Linked DNA regions of Gossypium raimondii: region 1 is linked to region 2. A link is a contact called in public Hi-C data. All regions are on one chromosome and are shown on one strand. Each heading gives the region's core, a stretch centred on a gene start, on an enhancer-like site or on the middle of the called end of the contact. The rest is flanking DNA. Distances are from core to core; before and after follow the strand shown. Region 1 holds the start of LOC105791062. Region 2 holds the start of LOC105791056.

Evidence for each region. Hi-C and Micro-C count contacts between places; a contact is called where the count stands out from the background.
Region 1: a contact with region 2 is called in a Hi-C map of leaf, with 3 times the contacts expected there. The contact joins the promoter of LOC105791062 here to the promoter of LOC105791056 in region 2. A contact is called at or near these places in 2 of 2 Hi-C or Micro-C datasets (both in leaf).

The regions. Positions count from the first base shown.
Region 1 is chr8:23,479,850-23,484,602 of ASM2569854v1, forward strand. It overlaps LOC105791062, which reads right to left and starts at 3,409. Exons shown (of 9, transcript XM_012618940.2): 1 at 3,115-3,409; 2 at 2,824-3,035; 3 at 2,277-2,458; 4 at 1,900-2,184; 5 at 1,763-1,821; 6 at 1,624-1,660; 7 at 1,435-1,506; 8 at 942-1,266; 9 at 296-822. The coding sequence starts at 3,232. The coding sequence ends at 454.
Region 2 is chr8:23,285,301-23,289,959 of ASM2569854v1, forward strand. It overlaps LOC105791056, which reads left to right and starts at 1,881. Exons shown (of 1, transcript XM_012618935.2): 1 at 1,881-3,162. The coding sequence starts at 2,057. The coding sequence ends at 2,806.

The DNA of each region.
Region 1 (4,753 bases), core at 2,159-4,658, 200 kb after region 2:
AACAATTTAATCTTAAAATTGGTTTGAAACCCGAACAATTCTACAATCATCCAATGCATTTAACATTTTAGCTTTATTTGTTCATGCCAAGCTGATAAATTCCCACCTACATATTTGAAGGAATCTTTAGATTTATAGAGTAATTAATGAATAGTATAACAATGTGCCATATCGATTTTAAGTTTGATGAAAATTAATCCTTTCTAAAATAGATTTAGATTACTTAGCAAAGGAAGAAAAAAAAAAGATTATATATAAAACCCCCCATGCAATTTTATAATAACCAACAAAAAGATGAAACCAAACAGCTAAGGGCACAACTATGAGACAGATATATGTATCGAACAAAGTCACCCCTTCAAGAAGAGGCTTTCAAATACTAATTAATTAGCCTACAGATAGATAACATATTGTACAAAATTTTGTAATGTATATATGACCAAATTTAACAACTTATCGACCTTTGTATTGGCCTTCGGATCTACCATCATACTGCTTAGTGTACACACGGTGCCTTCTCTCTCTTGCATAGATTACCCAGAAGATCAATGACAGCATCACAGCAGCCGATACAATTACTAATCCAATGTAGATCCATTGACTATAGTGCCGCAGATCGGGACAATAATCATGACTGATATCCGTGAACGCATCCCGTACAAATGTGCAGTCTTGCAAGTTAACCAAGAACGGACCATAGCGATACAAACCATAACTCACATTCACTGCTGCCGACATCTGAGTGTAAAATTGAGGGGTCAACCGCCCAGGTGTAGAACATACCCCAGAGCCCGAAACCTCACATATATACTTCTTCCAAACCTGTTTGAAACAGATATCAAGTTATTAACTAATTGTGTGTTCTGTGCATATGGTGCATGTTACGTATGTATGGCCAAGAAATTAAAACTTCATATATTTAGAAAAGCTATCCTTATTACCTCTGTGGCATTATGCAAAGTAACTTCACCAAATGCACAGTCTCTGTTTGTAAGATTCGAATGAAATGGATTGCAGAGAACTGGCACCAATGGACCAGATTGATTAAAATATAATGGTGACAATGCTGGTGGGAAATTTCGGTTGAAAACATTATTGATGACACCATTCACGACATTTACAAGTTGATGAGTGACATTCTTGGATCGTGACAAGGTCTCTTGGGCTGTTGCATTGTCCACACAGGGAAGAATGTCATCCAATGCGGTATGGGCAGTGGGATTCTGGACCCATTGATCCATGGCAACACATGCATCTCCAGCAACACTGAATCACAGGATACAATTTTAAGCCAAGTGTAATAACAGTCTCGAGCTCACATCATCTTAAGCTTATCATCAATAACATATTTGTAAACCATTATATGGCCGAAAGTTGAAAAACAGATTTGAACAATAAACAAGCATGGCACAAGAGAAATTGAGCAGAACATACTTGTGGAGGAGGTGAAATACTCCGCATAAAATAAATGTACCAGTAACAAGAATCCAGCCAAGGATGACTAGCCTGCATTCATTAATCATACAAGTGATTGATAAAGGAAGTTCGGTTTAGTAACATATGGACCTTCCCGAGTTATACCATTAACTACAGCGGCAAATACATTAATGATACTTCACTTACGTGTAAACCTGGCACTGCAATCCAAGAATGGAGAATACTGCAGCCAGTTACCAAAATAAAAGTATAAAGTTAGATGATATTGAGATAATCTAATTACTAAGAATCATGGAGCAATGATCACAACAATAATATAATTTACAGAATCCGAGAAATGCCAAAAAGAGCATCACAGCAGCAAGAATGATGAGAGCCAATCTCCTGCAGAATTTAGCATGAGATGAGTTCCATGATCAGCTCTGAGATTATTCTAATTTCATCCTAAAAGCTTCAACTTACATTCTGTCTAAGCCATGTTGAATTTTTTCTTTATTATCAGCCGTTTGATGTGAAAGAGTTGAAGCCGAAGAGTTTATCTTCCTATCGATATCATCAATGCTTTTTTGGACATCTAATGGCAAAATAGCTGAATCCACGCTAATTTTCTTAGCTGCAGAAAGATAATCTGACACATTCCTGAGGTTTTCAGCAGTGAGATCTGCCTTACTAACCGCATAATCCAGTGTGTCTGTTGTACTGCCATGAAATTTTCCCTGACCAGTGTACAGCACGACACACCCGGCACTGTAATATGAAGTTATATATGGAGTGAGCAATTTTACGGTTACTCAAAACATACATATCTCAAAAATTCAGCACGAAAAGAGTGTTGGTACATTGCAGCAATGGTGAAGAGAATGAGGAAAATAAGGGATAGCGCATAAGCTGTCCGAGAGTAGCCATAAGAATTTAGTTGACAGCAGCAATGACGGATGCATATGATGAACAAGCATAGTGCGAATATCACAAACCAGACTGCAGCAATGACAAAGAAAGGAGCCGCCGTAAAACCCACAGACTGCATTATCAGACATGAAAACTTTATAAGTTTTCTAAGTACCAGCGACTGGCAAGATAATTTGATTCATTGAGATTGACATAACAGAAAAAAGAAAACAGAACCGAATCAATGATCAGGGAAGAACCTAAGGGAAAAACAGGATTACAGAGAATAAAGTGTTCTTAATAAGCATCAAAACCAATTACAAACACATAAAGGTATGAAATTTCTAGGAAAAATCATACGAATATCAGATAAAACTATGGAAATTAAAGGCCTGCATACACCAAACACAAGCAAACCAGCCAACAACATATAAAATTCATGATTCCAGGCTGCATGCATCAATTTATCAAAAAAAGTGAACAAGGGAAGAAACTGACAGCCCAGTAGTGTTCATTGCTGATATTCCAGCCACCAGTGTACTTGTGAAAGTCATTAAGAGGGTCTCTCCTGTAAGTCCTTTTTTCAGCCAAAATCAAAGACGAGTTGTTGTCTCCTTCACTTCCCTCTGCAAGGTTCCTCCTTTCTGTCTTCCTCCATGCTAACACTTCACTCTGCTCTCTCTCCCCAAACACAAAACTTTTACAATACCCTATAGAAAAAATTGATTTCAAAAAAAAAACCCAGAAATAAAAACCAAAAACTTTCATTGAAATAATAATAATCAGTACCTGAAATATTCAAAGTCTGGACATTTAAAGCTTGAGAACCTGTTTCATGTCCAAAAAGAAACAAAGAAAAAAAGAAAAGAAAAAACAATGCATAAGGGTTTGATCTGAAACAAAACATTATGTATTTTTATTTTTATTTTTCCTTCTCTGTGTTTCTTTGGGGGTTCAATATTCTTAAGAACGTTTTTGAATGTGTGTGTGAGAGAGAGAGAGAGGGGAAGATAAAAGAGAGTTAATTGCAATAGTAAGAGGTTGATGCAATGTACTACATGAGGCTAACCTTACGGTTAGGGAAAAAATATGATTTATTTATGTTTTATATAACTTGGTAGGTCCCTTTATATTGTCTGTATCTTTTTTTATTTTTACCGAAATACCCTTCTAATTAAACTTGAAGGTGAAGCTGTGAAGCCTGAAGTTGCTTTTTCATATTAATTTTCCTTTTATTATAAGTTGATTAAAGGATGCTTTTTGCTGAGTCAGTTGTTTTGCTTTGCTTTTGGGCATTATTTTTATTCTTGAGCAAGTTATCCTATTTTACTCCAAAATATTTGTTGGATGATTTAGTTTGATTTTGATGAATAATAATAATAATTTATGGGTCTTCTAATTCCTATGTTGGTAAATTTCTTTAATACGACTCCTTTGCCCTTTTAACAAAATGAACAGAGAATGTTTCTCTTTTTGAAAAATAGACTCTGCACAATCAACGTTAATAAATGCTTTCAAAGTTGATCAAATGCATTTTAAGTTTTTGACTTTTGCAATAATCTTGTGACATTTTTCAAATTTATTTGAATACATTAAAATTTGCCCAACCTAACTGCCCTACCCTTTATAACATTACACATCACCAACAAATATTTACTTAATCAATTGTTTACCTCTTTAAAAAATATTTGTAGAAAAAGAAATATATATATATGTAAAGACAAAAAAAAGGAAAGCATGTGCTGATTAAATTTGTTAAACCACCACAGGGTGTACTCCATTATATATTATGCTTAAGAGAGTCCACTTCATACCCATTAAAATATTATTAAGAGATTCTTATTTTTGTACAAAAGCCAAAACCAACAAACAAGAAAAGGCCACAGACATACCAAAACCTTTGCCATTTCTATTCTACTCTTTTTCAATCCTATATGATTTTTTATAAATTAAAATAAATAATACATAATATATAAATTAATATTTTTATAAATAAAAATTGAAAATAATGTAGTAGAAAGTAAATTGTAATATTAAATTAAAATTAAAAAAGTAAAATAACATACATTTATTATAATAATTGTTCATCATAAGTACGAAAGATATTTACATTAAATTGATTGGATATGAAATCTATTTACATTAAACTAATAAACACATTTAATGATAGTGATTAAAAATTTATTGAGATCTTATATGGTAAATCCTTTTACATTTTTTAAAAAAATCTATCACATATGTTTACAATTTCATGTATAATAAAAAGAAAATATAAAAAGTATTTGTTTCGCACATAATAAACAAATTATAAAAAAAGTTAATTAAAATAATCTTACATATTTATCTTCGTGTCATTGTTGTTTGAATATTTAATTTTGAGATGCTGATGCTAGTAATGAATGTTATTTATTGATTCAAATTCAAATTC
Region 2 (4,659 bases), core at 631-3,130:
AATTTCAATATTCTAAATCAAATCAATATATAAATAAATTAAATAATGCAGCATGGACAAAGCTTTTGCTTTTTCTAGGGACTATCAATTCCAAAATTGAGAGTTAATTTGCTGAATGGCAACCCTTTAGTTTCTTTATTTTGATGAAACTATATTATATAATGTCATTGTACAATGCTTTCGGCTCCTCCAATAGCACAAGTAATTTTGCAAAATTAAATTATCGCAAATTATTATCGTTTTATATGTTTCACTATCTACCTTTCAATTAACAATTGATACATATGCTAATTAAGAAACGCGGGAAAAAAAGTGAAGATTTTTCTTGATAATGGTGTCAAAAAAGGAAAACATAAATGCTATATTTAAATGAAATTGGTGATTTTTCTTTTTCTTTTTTCCTTCTTTCAGCAGTCCGCACAAACTCTTTTCTTTTCCAGAAAAGGACAGAGGCAAATGAAGAGCGCTAACACCAGTGTCTGCTTGATTGAATTCTAAAGTTTGAGGTTGGAGTTGAAAAAAATTAGTGTTGGGAAAATTTTGTTTGATTCAATTCCAAATTGGAACAATGATACCTAAAGATCTCATTAAAGAAATGATACAGCATTAACTTCGTTGAATCTTAAGGCAATTTTAATATCTATATATTGTTTTTAAAAAGACCGATTAGTCAAGTGGATTGGATTAGAAATCAATCAATTCAAAATAAAGAGTTGAATCAATATGTTTTATTTTTAAAAATTATAAATTTTTAAATAATTTATTCAATTATATTAGGCAAACCAATTAAATTAAAAATTAATGGTATAACAAGTTGGACTATTAATCAGAATTTAAAAACCTTGTTTCATAAAAAAAAGAAAAAAAAAGTGAATTAGAACTTTTTATAATTTAAATTCAGTGCACCCCAAAGCAGTCTAAAAGAAACAGATGGAGACATAAAATCTGATACGCTTTACCCAACCTTGCATTTCTCCTCCATAAATACTGCTTTCTTACCTGCCTCTTTATTATTTTGAAATGCTTTATTCGGTCCACTACCCAAATTTGATTAATTCAACCAAAATACTAATAATTGCGTTCAGCATGCATTAAGTTATAAATTGACTATATTCATGTTAAGTGTATATTCCTATATTCGGGTTAAAGCTGTTGTGTTTCATATGCTTAAGGATATCCTTTTTCAAACCTCTCTCTGAATTTTAGGTCCTTTTCACCGAAATTCATACATACCTGCTCACTAAAAACATGTTTTCCCACAGATCCCAGATACAATATATATGATTTTTAACTGTTGATGATTGGCTCATCATTTTTGGGTAGGTTATTGAATTAAATAACCTTCAATGTCACCATTTTTGTTGGTCCTTGTAGCTTTTAAGCTCTACACTAACCATTGCTCATAACAGTGACCAAATATCAATAAATCACAGTTACATCTTTTAATAGCGTCGAACTAAAATTTCATCACAAGAAATCTAAAATTTTTGTGAACGTACGGTTCTTCCAAATGAATCAGTGTGTTAACTGAAACAGGCAAATTAGGTAGGCATAGCAAAGATTAAATTCTGAGATAAAGAGGCTGTTGGTTGAAAGTTATGGGCCATATTTAAGCAACCATTCCCTATCATGTTTATGGGAAAAAGGTCAGCCTAGCCTACATCATTAAGTCCTTTTTGCCAGCGCCTTAAGCTTAACGCCAATATGCACCTGTAATCCAGACCTAGAAAAAGGAGAAAAAGTTTATTGTAATGCCCAAAGGAACCCTACAATAAAAAAACAAAAATAAAAAAACAAGGTGGGTAAGTTCCTAAAGACATTTATATTTCACTATTTCATTTGGTGTCATTCTCAAATTTCTATTAGAGCAACCAGAGAGAGAGAGAGAGAGTTCACAATCCCTATACACCCACCACATTTATTTAGTCTTTCACCTTTCTTATCTCTTTTTTATATATACCCCCTTGGAGGGTTGGACCACCCACGTGAAACCATTACAACACCGCAAACCTCCAATCTTTTCAGCGTCCTATGGCATAAGCCAAGCTCCATTGCCATGGATTGGTACTCTTGGTTGTCAAAAACTGCCCTTGAGCCCTCACTTATCTATGACTATGGACTTGCCTTCTCCCGTAATGAGCTTCAAAAAGAGGATTTAGCCTACTTCAATCATGAGTTTCTTCAGAGCATGGGCATATCAGTTGCCAAGCATAGGCTTGAGATTCTCAAGCTTGCTAGGAAGGAAGTTGGAGAAACCCCTAATAGCCTGTCCAAGCTCATTTTGGCAATCAACAAAACCAGAAAGAGCTTTAACAAGTATGTTAACAAGTTGGTTCACCATGAGAATAACTCGATTAAGCGGCTGCCGGAGCCGGGTCGTTATCGAGATCAGTGGAGAGGAGGATTGACAAGGAAGTGCAACAGTGAGAAGGAGGTGAACATTGAGCAGCCAGTGCGGAGAACCAGGAAGATAGCAAAATCTGGCCCCCTGGATTGTAGAGTACAAGAGAAGTTGCTTGCCCCTCCTAGGAGCCTAAAATTGTCAGGGCCACTAGACAGAAAAATGCAGGAGAATCTGGTGTTCAACTATAAGAGCCCTGTGACATCTGGTCCTATTGATATTGCAATTGCACAAGAGAGGTTGATTCTCACAACAAATAGGAGCCCAAAACTATCAGCACCTCTTACTTATGTAAGACCTCCAAGCCCAAAGATTCATGGTGACTACTACAAGGAAAAGACAGGCAGGGACTATGGTGATCAGACATTATGGGCTGCAATGTTTCAGGACATGAAACCCACTTGACTTCACCACATGTCTTTCATAGTTTTCAGTGGAAAGGTAAGATACATGTCATTCAGATGTTTCCTTCCACTCAGAGGGGCTTCCCTATATGCCTTTGCATCTGAACCTGATTCTGATATAAGGTTAGGGTGTCCCAAAATTAGTATACTAAAGTCGTGTTGGACGGTTTTATTTATCATCAACACGCATCTCATAGTTTTATACTCATTTTGAGTTCATTTCAGCTAAATTTTCGAAATTTATGGTTTGGTAGGATGTTTTTGAGTTGTAAAATCCTTCATTTTGGCAACCTTCATGTCCTTGTAATGAAAAAAGAAAAATAAACCATAGATTGTGTGCTGTGAGCTTTCTTCTAATTTCTGAGTTTGCAACTGTTTGGGAACAAGTTCCTGAACCAACTATTCTTAGTTTCATTTGCTGATATCCTGAGCAATGGTATGAAAATGAGCAGTAATACAAGGAACCAGATTCTTCTAGGTGATTTCCATATTTTCAGTAGTGTAAGAACGCTGTTCTATGTTGCTTGAAAGTAAAGTTTTGAGGTGCAGACATTAACTAGCTGCTTCACAAGTAGCAAACAAGTTTGATTTAGCTGCTCTGTAAAACAATAGTGTTATATTTCATCTGCCTGCAAGTGTCTCAAAAGTTGCGATCATTACCAACCTCTCTTATTCAATTTAACTAAATGTTGGTAACTCTCGGCATCTACATTCTTTAAATTCTTGTCTATAAATACAAATATAACTTTCTGTCTGTTCATTTAAACAAAGGGGCCACAGCCTACTGGCACATATAAAAAGCGTGGTTAAAGGCTACACGTTTGCTTGTTTTGCAAGGATCCAGAGTTTTGATAGAACTTGGCAAAAGCTGATCAAAAGCCTGTTGAAAAGTTGTAGAACAGTTGGGATTTGGAGTTTTATTGCATTTGCCTTCGGTAGTTCCTTTATGAGTCCATATTACAATCCAAGTTGAAGGAGCTATTAGAATAAGAAGTCGGGAAAAGATGTATCTGATAAAAATTTGATTTGGTCTAAGTAAATTGATGAAGATATACTAGCTATTTCCGTTCTGTTTTCAGGCAAAATGAAGATAGTTTTATGGCATTTTGTGTTTGGAACCTAATGGTTCAATGCAAAATATAATACTTCATGTACAAAATCAATTAGAAAAAGAAGAGCCATTACTGCATTGGGTTTAAAAGTATTTAATAATCCCAGCTTGCATTAGCATCCTCCATAATCACAATACAGACCTACTTGCAAAGCCATTTATTAACAATGGTAATATGCCCCCATTATCAAGTTATCAACTACTCATCAATGCAATTCTAGACTAATTCTATAGCATGGATGTGTTTATGAGTAAATAGACAGACATCTAAACATGAACTGCATTAAATAAAGTTTGTGAAGCAAAAACTTGCTAAAGTAAAAATAGAAATACCTAAGCTTAGCTCAATTGATTCATACAATACGGTGTCAGTAAGTTTGGGTTATATCAGCAACCCCATTTCTTATCTCTAAGCTGCAGCCTCCTTTATGCCAAAAAGAAAAAAAACATAGGTAGCCTAAGATGTGCTGCAAAAGTAGTCTTCCAAAATATTCCTTCCACACTCCGTCCCAAACAATCTTAGTGTAAGACCCAACCAATAAAGCCCAAGCATATTTGTAAGCTATGTTACTCAAATTCAAGCAGAGGTGTCAGATTTGGGTATGTATCTAAGGTCTCACTCTTCAATTGAGTTAAACTTAAGACAATGATACAACACAAAAAGATCAGGTAGAGGATATGCGTATGGGATCTAGTTTCATATATATTTAAACTAGTTTGTTATCATGTGCAATACATGAATT